Regions from separate parts of the Zea mays genome. Here region 1 is linked to region 2. A link is a contact called in public Hi-C data. All regions are on one chromosome and are shown on one strand. Each heading gives the region's core, a stretch centred on a gene start, on an enhancer-like site or on the middle of the called end of the contact. The rest is flanking DNA. Distances are from core to core; before and after follow the strand shown. Region 1 holds the start of LOC100281974. Region 2 holds the start of LOC100276294 (Zinc finger CCCH domain-containing protein 1).

Region 1 (5,055 bases), core at 877-3,376, 200 kb before region 2:
CACATAATATTATATGAAGATACTTACCTGTATGCTTTAACACTCTCTTTGAGCTTTAGATCTGAAAGAATATCTCTAGCACTGATGGGGACACCTGCAGCAGACAAGATTTGCCTTCAAAATTTGAGGAGCAAACTGATTGCTGATTATCAATTGCATTTGAAACAATGCACACTTATAGACAAATTACCATATTGCTGGAGGACCTTCACTGCTAATGCACTGAAACCACACCTAGGAGCATCAGGATAACCTTTCATATAGATGACAACAGGGTGCTCCTTCACATCCTGCCAAGGTGTTTATTGTGGAAAACTAAGCTTCAGATTTTGACTGATTATGTACTTGTGTCAAACTTAAATGCTTTAATAAGAATTGTTCTGAAAGATTATTAATAAAGCAAAATGTATACCTGAGCAACAATGTCACTGAAAGACATATCTGAACTTTTACTTGTTGGCTGAAAATCTTGATGGGTGTCGTGATCAGCAGCTACTCGTGTTGTCACTGAGTCCCCATTTGCATTAGGAGTGCCACTAAGACCTGATGAATAGTTCATAAACTGCTGGATAGCTGGTCGTGACACAGCCTGCGCAAAAAAAGATACATGATACAGGATAAAAATTAGGAGGTAGACACAAACAGAAAAAAATACAGCATACACCACAGTATGCTCAATCTTAAAGTGCGCAAAGTGATAAAGTGATAAACTCATGCACCATGTGTCACACTCACATTCAGGCAAGATAGAAAAAACTTACTCCTTACAAGTTACCTGATGATTCATTATCAGCTAGGGCACAGGTGGCTTAACACATATACTAGAGTTCCCTCATGATTTATATATGCAGCATACATAGAACATGAAGTGGTTGGGTGATTTTTTATCAGCTAGAGGCTAGGGCACTGAAGCAGCTTAACACTTATACTAAGTCGCACCGGATACAAGTTATGTGCAGCAAACAAAGCAAATAGAATGGGTCGATTTTTTTTAAATACAGGTGTAGAAAACTAGAAAGATGCTGCCAGGGATGATATTTACTAGCCCAAAAGCAACTTAGAAGTTAGCATAGTGACAACAGATTACATCTAATGCCAAACAAAAAAAAAGGTTGTGGTCACATACCATCAGTATTCTCATTAGACGGGAACATAGGATGCATTTATCTAAATATATTATTGGACACTGGAAACTGACTGCATGAATCAGGTGTGCTACAGTTCCAGAAACTACAGATATACAGTTGCTCAATTGCCCATTAGAATCTCAGAATAGAGATGACTGTACAGAAATCATGTGAATCCAATTCCAAACCCTGACACAGTGCGCAAAACTCATGTGAATCCAATTCCATACCCCTGATGCACTGTAGTGGGCCAGAAGGAAATAGGTGCGAAATTAGGATCAGCACAACTCCGCCAAACAATCTCATCATGTCATTAGCATTTAGCGATAATCAACAATGACATAAAACCGTTAATTTCACGGAATGGCGGAATGGGTACAAGAGCCTTACAGCTGATGTCGATGCACGGGACGATCTCATAAGTCCCCTCACGAGGGCGGTGGAGAGTGATCTTGCCATGGTACCCTGCAGCGGAAATATACAGCAACAAACACCGCGATTAAGCAAGTGATCCAGCAATCGAACTGAAAATTCAACCAATAAACCCCATTCAGAAATAACAAAACTCGCGCTGCACGGAGGTAAGAACAGAACAAATTGTGCAGGCAGCTAGCCCCAAACCCTAGAGAATGTCTGGTCAGTCTAAACTCAGAAGAGTTCTTCTCTTTTTAAGTGTGGGAGAGTTATTGACAGATAATTTTGTTCACGTCCATCGATAAGGAACCCCCACCCCCACACACTGGTGATGGCGCGGATTATCCCGCCGCCAGACGACTCGACGATACAAGTTGAGGAGGAGGTCGTGTCGTGGTCAGCTGCGAGGAGGAGACACGGGTGCAGTGCACCAAAGAGGTGCGGGACTAGGAGGAAACTAACCGAGACGAGATCGACAACGAGGAAGAGTGGGAGGGGAGGAGGCGCCGCCGCGGACGGGAAACGGCGGCGAGCGGCGGAGGTCGAAGGAGAAGGGGAGTCGGCGAGAACCTGCAGCTGCAACGGAGGAGGCTAATCGGGCCTGTCATTCTACTCTGTAGCGGGCTTAGCATGGCACGGCCCAGTGTAGCCTTTCATCTCTACTCTTTAGAGGGGATGTGGTACAGAAGCCCAATTTGTTGAATCCGGAGATGGCCAGTTTGCTTGTGGAAGAGAATCCGCGGACGGCCCAACTCGGTGATGAGAAATAATCCGACCACTAATGACTGTTTTAGGAGCCACAAAACTAGAGGTGTAAGAGAGGCTAAAACCTTTTTCTTATTAAAAAATTAGATAAAAAAGGATTTTAGACCCTTCAATCTCATTCGGGTTTTCTCTTTCCTAAATTAGTTCTAAGGTAGTGTTTGGTTCCGGGGTATGATAGGATGGAACTGCTCCACTCCTATTTTATAGTTGTTTGAAGTGATTTTATATAGGACAAAGTGGCTCTAAAAAGAAAAATTATGTTAAAATATTGAACCATACCCCTAATCTCCCAAACCGAATTGTTCTCTGGGATGGAGCGGCTCTATCTCAACTGGCTCCATAACCAAAGCACTGCCTGAGGACCGTTTGTTTACCTTAATTCAGTTTAAATAAGTTAAGAGACAAACAAACAACACAATTAATTCAGTTTAAATAAATCAATAGATAAACAAACAACACAAATTATTAGGTGAATTATATAATCTAGATACCTAGATTATGATAATCCACAAGGCTATCTCCAACAGCTTATTCATCCCTGTACCTATATTGAAACTACACCCTACGAATATTGCAGTCTACAGTACAAAAACAATGTTTTAGATAACCATATGGGTGAATTGTTGAACACTGTCTAAGAAGGTCATTAGGTTCGTGTATAATCTATAAGCTAGATTATATAATCCTAGAAGGAAAACATGGCCTAAGTGTTTAAACACAACTGAGCTGTGGATACATTTTAGTTGCTCACCTTTCAATACTTCGCTACCGAATTATTGGACTATATATTAATAGTCTCACTACTATATGCATATATACTAGTTATATACCATGCATTGCTACGGTTTCTATTTATACTTGAGAATACGCGTGTGTCATGTTGGCTAGATAGGTATGAATATGGGTTTAGAACTAATAATTATAGTTTGAATCCCACTTATACATAATTTTTCCTTTTTACAATTTAAATGTGACAGACACGAAGAGATTCAGAATCCCTCAATTGATTTGGAATTTTACAAATATCGCCAACTTGATTTGTGTATATCTGATGTAATGTCGAGGTACATATTTTATGTTAAGAGCATCCTCAACGTTCTTTCGTAAATCATAATGATATACATTATTTTACTTCTAGTTACCAAACTTTGGATACGCTCATAAATTGCAAACTTTAAACATATATAACCTTTTATTTCTAGCAATCTGAATGTGTTTCCCTCCCCTAGTTCCTCGACAACCGTGGAACCTTAGGATTCAGATGCATTGAGATGCAAGAACATAGAAACTGGACTTAACAGGTCTGGAGCTTGTGCTTTCGTAAGTTACTCTAGAAGTCAAATGTCGCTATCTATGAAGTGCACTGATCTCTTTATCTCCTTTGCATGTAGGTCGACACATACGACCTCTATGTCATTGTGCACATGACGCTACACGGGTCAGGCATGAGCGTCGAGAAGGTGCCCAAGATTGGTGGAGGCTACAATTATCAGCCTAAGCAACTGTTTAAAAGGTGCATTGTGGTCTCTTTCTTTTTGACTTGTCAGTCGTGCATGTGTGCTATTAGTGTGAAGCAATAGGTCCATCCCAAATGTTGTTGGATCACAGGTACTGGAATGTTGATATGTGGCAGAAGCTCTTCTCAAACGACAGTGACGTGGCCACGCTCCAGAGCCTCCGGAGCGTCTTTTTGGGATACATGTGTAGCAACCAGGAGCTAACGACAAGTTGAACGAGCTGTTGGCGAAGCAGAAGGCCTCCTACACCGTTGCCATGAGCTGTGACAGCCCAAACGTCTAGCTCCCCGTTCGTTCCCGAGCACCAATAGTGTCGTGACCCCCATGTAACTCTAGGCTCCAGTCGACCAACAATATGCAGAAATACCAAATATGCAAAAATACAAAAGACATAAACATAAACCAAACATGTATTAAACAAAAGTCATTCTTCTTTCGGTGATGCTCAACGACACCTTTCTAACATTACAAAGGTGGTTGTTGGCTTCCTAGGACCCCAACAGCAGACCATAACTCTCAATTCTGATTCATCACCCTAAATTAATGTCTCCATCCTTCATCCTTCTTGTCTGCATCTTCTTCCAAGGATTAACAGTAACCTTGTTCAACAATTGTTTCCCATATTCCATATAGAGCCAATATTTGGCTTTTGTCGTCAACAATGGCCGAGCTTCGTCATTTTCCATTGATGGAACTGGAAGAAGGCATCATCTAGAATCATCTTTCGTTGCTCATCCCACAATTGTGCAGACTTGCTGACACAGTCACTCAGATAATTCTCGCGTTATCCTCGTTATCCAAAAAAAACTTCTCTGCGAGAATGGAATCTGTCAAGTAGCCAAAAAAACAAGTAAGATGAGCAAGCATAAAATTGAGAACAAATTTACATAATTTTGCATACTTAAAATTTGTTGGCATGCATGGTCAAGATATTGACAATGTCCTTCTAGTCAATATATGCTTAATGCCAAAAAAGAACAGAAATCAATCATAGTTGTGTATCCATGAACTCTCTTCCTCAATTGTCGTTTTATCCGTTAGAGGATACCCAATCAACTCTTCAGACAACTTTCAAAAAAGAAACAAATTAGACAGGCATCTTCAACTAAATCAAGATGTAGCATGAAAAAAATCAAAATAGCTAGTGCATACCTGTATCCTCTTAGGAACATAATTTTCTTTTATTTGCTCATGTTTTGTTGTCATATACTTCTGTGCGAGAATAAATGACT
Region 2 (5,174 bases), core at 2,447-4,946:
TTTCGTGGTCATCCCATTTCTTGCTCCCGAGGTTGCGCACTTGGTTCACCAAGGTTTTGAGCCGGTTGTACATATCTTGTGGCTCCTCCCCTTGGCGAAGTCGGAAGCGACCGAGCTCCCCCTCGATCGTCTCCCGCTTGGTGATCTTGGTCACCTCGTCTCCTTCGTGTGCGGTCTTGAGCACGTCCCAAATTTCCTTGGCACTCTTCAATCCTTGCACCTTGTTATACTCCTCTCGACTTAGAGAGGCGAGGAGTATTGTGGTGGCTTGGGAGTTGAAGTGCACGATTTGGGCCACTTCGTCCTCATCATAATCTTCATCCCCTACGGATGGTACCTGTACACCAAACTCAACAACATCCCATATACTTTTGTGGAGTGAGGTTAGGTGATATCGCATCATATCACTCCACCTAGCATAATCTTCACCATCAAACGTTGGTGGTTTGCCTAATGGGACGGAAAGTAAAGGTGTATGTTTAGGAATGCGAGGATAGCGTAGGGGATCTTACTAAACTTCTTGCGCTCATGGCGCTTAGAAGTTACGGAGGGCGTGTCAGAGCCGGAGGTGGATGGCGACGAGGTGTCGGTCTCGTAGTAGACCACCTTCCTCATCTTCTTCTTCTTGTCACCGCTCCGACGCGACTTGTGTGAAGGGGATTCCTTTTCCTTCCCCTTCCCTTTGTTGTAGGACTCTCCCGATGGAGCCTTCCCGTGGCTTGTAGCGGGCTTCTCGCCGGTCGCCATATCTTCTTGGTGTGATCTCCCGACATCACTTCGAGCGGTTATGCTCTAATGAAGCATCGGGCTTTGATACCAATTGAAAGTCGCCTAGAGGGGGGTGAATAGGGCGAATCTGAAATTTACAAACTTAATCACAACTACAAGCCGGGTTAGCGTTTGAAATATAAACGAGTCCGAGAGAGGGTGTAAAAAACAAATCGCAAGCGAATAAGAAGTGAGACACAAGTATTTGTTTTACCGAGGTTCGGTTCTCGCAAACCTACTCCCCGTTGAGGTGGTCACAAAGACCGGGTCTCTTTCAACCCTTTCCCTCTCTCAAACGGTCCCTCGGACCGAGTGAGCTTCTCTTCTCAATCAAACGGGAACAAACTTCCCCGCAAGGACCATCACACAATTGGTGTCTCTTGCCTTGGTTACAATTGAGTTGTTCGCAAGAAAGAATGAAAGAAGGAAGCAATCCAAGCGCAAGAGCTCAAAAGAACACAACAAATCTCTCTCACTAATCACTAATACTTTGTGTGGAATTGGGAGAGGATTTGATCTATTTGGTGTGTCTAGTATTGAATGATATAGCTCTTGTAAGGTGTAGAAGTATGAAAACTTGGATGACTTGAATGTGGGGTGGTTGGGGGTATTTATAGCCCCAATCACCAAACTAGCCGTTTGGTGAAGGCTTCTGTCGCATGGCGCACCGGACAGTCCGGTGCGCCAGCCACGTCACCCGGCCGCTGGGTTCCGACCGTTGGAGCTCTGACTTATGGGCCCGCCTGGCTGTCCGGTGGCGCACGCGACAAGTCCTGTAGACTGTCCGGTGTGCCACCCGCGCGTGCTCTGTCCTCTGCGCGCGCTGGCGCGCATTTAATGCGTTGCAGTCGACCGTTGCGCGCGAAGTAGCCGTTGCTCCGCTGGCTCACCGGACAGTCCGGTGAATTTTAGTGGAGCGGATTCCCGAAGCTGGCGAGTTCAGAGTCGCTCTCCCCTGGGGCACTGGACACTGTCTGGTGGTGCACCGGACAGTCTGGTGAATTATAGCGGAGCGCCTCTGGAAATTCCCGAAGGTGAGGAGTTCGGCTTGAAGTCCCCTGGTGCACCGGACACTGTCCGGTGCGCCAGACCAGGGCACACTTCGGTTATCCCTTGCTCTTTTTGTTGAACCCTTTTCTTGGTCTTTTTATTGCCTTTTTGAACCTTTGGCACCTGTAGAACTTATAGACTAGAGCAAACTAGTTAGTACAATTATTTGTGTTGGGCAATTCAACCACCAAAATCAATTAGGAAATAGGTGTAAGCCTAATTCCCTTTCACTATTCACTATCCTCTGCACCAGCCAACAGCACACTAAGTGCTTTTACCTCCGTTATTTCTCTGTTTGACTTCAACTTTTGGGAGGATTTTTCTTGAGACTTAAACAAACACATTTAGAGTATAATCCAATTGACTTGGTCCTAGAAACTTACCTCTTTCTTGTTCTTCTCCTAGCTTTTCTGTTTCTCCTCAAGGAGAGCTCAGAATGGCACTTTCTCTACAGAAAGAGTTAGAGAGCAAACCAAAGCACCAAACTTGTAGTAAAAGGTGTATGCAACATGGTTAAACACTCAAACCTTACATACTAAACCTTTTTCATCGTTTTACCCAATTTGGCATGTTTGAGGTCGATGTTGGACTCTAAACCATCAAATCAACTTGACTTGATCTAGATTGACATATCTGAGCTCCAACCCCCTTGTTCACTTCTCGAGCTTAATCTTGAGCCTTATGACTTACACCACATAACTGTAGATGTTACCTCAAAGGTTGTAAGTCATGTCCTTATGTAGTGATCCTTGATGCACCATAACTCTTTTTAACTCGATCAACCTTGACTTTGCAAGTCTTCTTCTTCACCCCTGGCTTTGGGTTCCTGGTCTCCTTGACCTTCTTCCGTGCACTCGGTACCTTGAAGCTCTTCTTGCCTCCATCCTTGGCTTGATCGGTTGTCTCTGAGTTACGCACACCGAGTCTCGCTTAAGCAATGTCCATCTTACTTGGTATGTTCATTATCTATAGATAATCCAGTCTTTGGACCATCACACTTGTTCACTTGTGTTGAACCCTATTATTTGCATTAAGCACCTGTTCAATACTTAGCACACTTGTTAGTCCTTTAATTGGGTTGTCATCCAAACACCAAAACCCACAAGAGAGCTTTCACATTGCAACCAAATGCACCCTAAATGGACCTAAATGGGCACCTGACTCATAAGCTAGAATCGGGCTGAGTTCATATCCACTGTTGCTCCCATAGTGTGCAGCGGGTATAGCCAGGTAGACCTGATCATGGATCACTCGATCCGACCAAACCAGACCCGGCCCGACACACCCAACCAATACAACGAGCGTATATGTGCCATAATTTTTGATCCGCAATAATTCACGGCCCGGATACTGGCCATGTTTTTTGACCCCAAAATCCGGCCCAAAGCTAAAAAAACTCCGACCTAGTCCAAAAAAATCTCACCCAACACATCAAATAGATAGACGCGGATCAATTCGACCCGACCTTATACTAGACACGGATCTGAGTATGAGCCATCCGAACCTACCCAAGTCTACAGCCAGGTAGGGCAAGCAGACCAAGTTACTGTACCCAAGTGCCCAACGACCACGCAGGGCCCATCTACCGCTTGGTTAAGCTCTGGGCCGGCAGAAGCCCAGGGCCAGCGGCTCGCCGTCGCCGACGTCCCAACGCAAAAACCGGCAGCACACCCCACCTTCCCCACTCCTCCCACACGTCGAGCACGAAAGCACGGAAACTGACGAGGCGTTTCCGTTTCCGGCATTCCTCGCACCACGTGCAATCGAGCCGGAACGAACCCCAAACAGTCCCAAATGCTCGATCCGGCGGATCGATCGCGTCCAATCTGGAGCCCGCCAGCGGATAATCCGGGCCTTGTGACCCGATCCCGACTGGCACGGGAAGCGTCGGCCCCCAAATCATCACTGCCTGCATCGTCTCGGCACGGCATCCCGGGCCGCCGCCTCCTCGTGTCTCGGCATAAATCTGCGGCCTCCATCCGTCCGGCGGCTGCTCCGATCACAGTACCAGCGCTAGGCCTAGGGTTTGGTGGTCTCAAGCGGACCGAGAACATGGAAAGGGAGCGCAACGCCGCCACCGCTGGTGCTGGCCGCTGGGAGGCGCCGGACGGGGTGATCGTGCTGCCCGTGGGGTCGGCGGCGCCGCAGCAGGGCCGCCAAAAGGAGCACCAGTACCAGCAGAGAAAGCGTGAGATGGAGCGGGAGCGGGAGCAGCAGGACCCGGGGGCGAGGGAGGGGGTTTTGGGGCTGGACCCGCAGCCGCCAGAGAAGGTGTACTACAAGACGAGGCTGTGCGAGAAGTTCGAGGCGGGCAAGTGCGCGTACGAGGGTGGGTGCACCTTCGCGCACGGCTCCGAGGAGTTGCGGCCGCCGCTGCCGCTGCCCCTGCTGACCTCGCTCGTCCGACGGAAGTCGCCGCTGCCGTCGTCGTCGCCAGGTGCCGCTGCCAGCAGCCCCCACGGTGGGTACTGCGTTAGGGTGTGCTTCGAGTTCAGGGACACGGGGGCCTGCCACCGTGGGGATAGGTGCGCCTTCGTCCACGCTTCCACGACAGGTACGAGCTTGTGCGCTCCACCTCCCTATACGTGTGCATGGCGGCCGGATGTTAATCTACCTCGTTCGTCGTCCCTGTGTTCTAGCGCAGAGATGCCCTTTCCTGGGGGGCCAAGGTCTATGGAGTATGCTCTGAGGAATTCGTCGTCGTATGCAAAGGCGTACTCGCCGGGGTCCACGGCCGCCGCGTACCGTAACAGCAGCAGCACCAGCACCAGCAACTATGCACCGGCTACCACAAGGGCGTTCCAATCCGTTTCTGCCGACGCGGCCGGAGAGGGCGGTTGCAAGGCCACCCGTCTGGAGCTCCTTGGTCGCAAGAAGATGAACGACATCTACGGCGACTGGCCGGAACAGGACTGAGAGCGCGTACCATGCATCACCTGCTCGATCGAAGCTACCATGTCTACCTTCCTGCCTTTGATCACCGTGATCGACAACATCCAGAATAATGAACTGAACAATCTGATGTTTCGATTTGAACTTATTTGAACATATTGTGCTTGTTCTTTGTTTCCTGCTGAATCCCTGCCTGTAATCCGTCTGATCAGACCTCTGCATTCCTGCCACCATTTCTACTTTCAATAATTTGAAGTGCTGTGCTGTTGCTTTCACTCCGAGCTATCTGTCGTCCTCTGTTGCCTTTGGGCCAAATGGTTCCATGGTTTCGACACGACCCATTGGGCTCCCACATCATTTCTTGTTGCGTGTGTGTGTGATGTTGTGCCAGTCAGAGGGGGGAGGACCGGGAGAGGAACAGAGAGTTGTGGGTCTGTGCATTTGCAGGGCGGTAGAATTGGATT

Evidence for each region. A called contact is a pair of places that touch in the nucleus more often than the background predicts.
Region 1: a contact with region 2 is called in a Hi-C map of ear, with 6 times the contacts expected there. The contact joins the promoter of LOC100281974 here to the promoter of LOC100276294 in region 2. A contact is called at or near these places in 4 of 25 Hi-C or Micro-C datasets (ear, endosperm, leaf and 1 more) and 1 of 3 datasets of contacts at active chromatin or transcription factors (leaf).

The regions. Positions count from the first base shown.
Region 1 is chr8:18,450,387-18,455,441 of Zm-B73-REFERENCE-NAM-5.0, reverse strand. LOC100281974 reads right to left here and starts at 2,126. Exons shown (of 7, transcript NM_001154891.1): 1 at 2,004-2,126; 2 at 1,518-1,592; 3 at 413-589; 4 at 191-290; 5 at 28-94. The coding sequence starts at 1,586.
Region 2 is chr8:18,252,115-18,257,288 of Zm-B73-REFERENCE-NAM-5.0, reverse strand. It overlaps LOC100276294 (Zinc finger CCCH domain-containing protein 1), which reads left to right and starts at 3,696. Exons shown (of 2, transcript NM_001150118.2): 1 at 3,696-4,372; 2 at 4,463-4,982. The coding sequence starts at 3,871. The coding sequence ends at 4,734.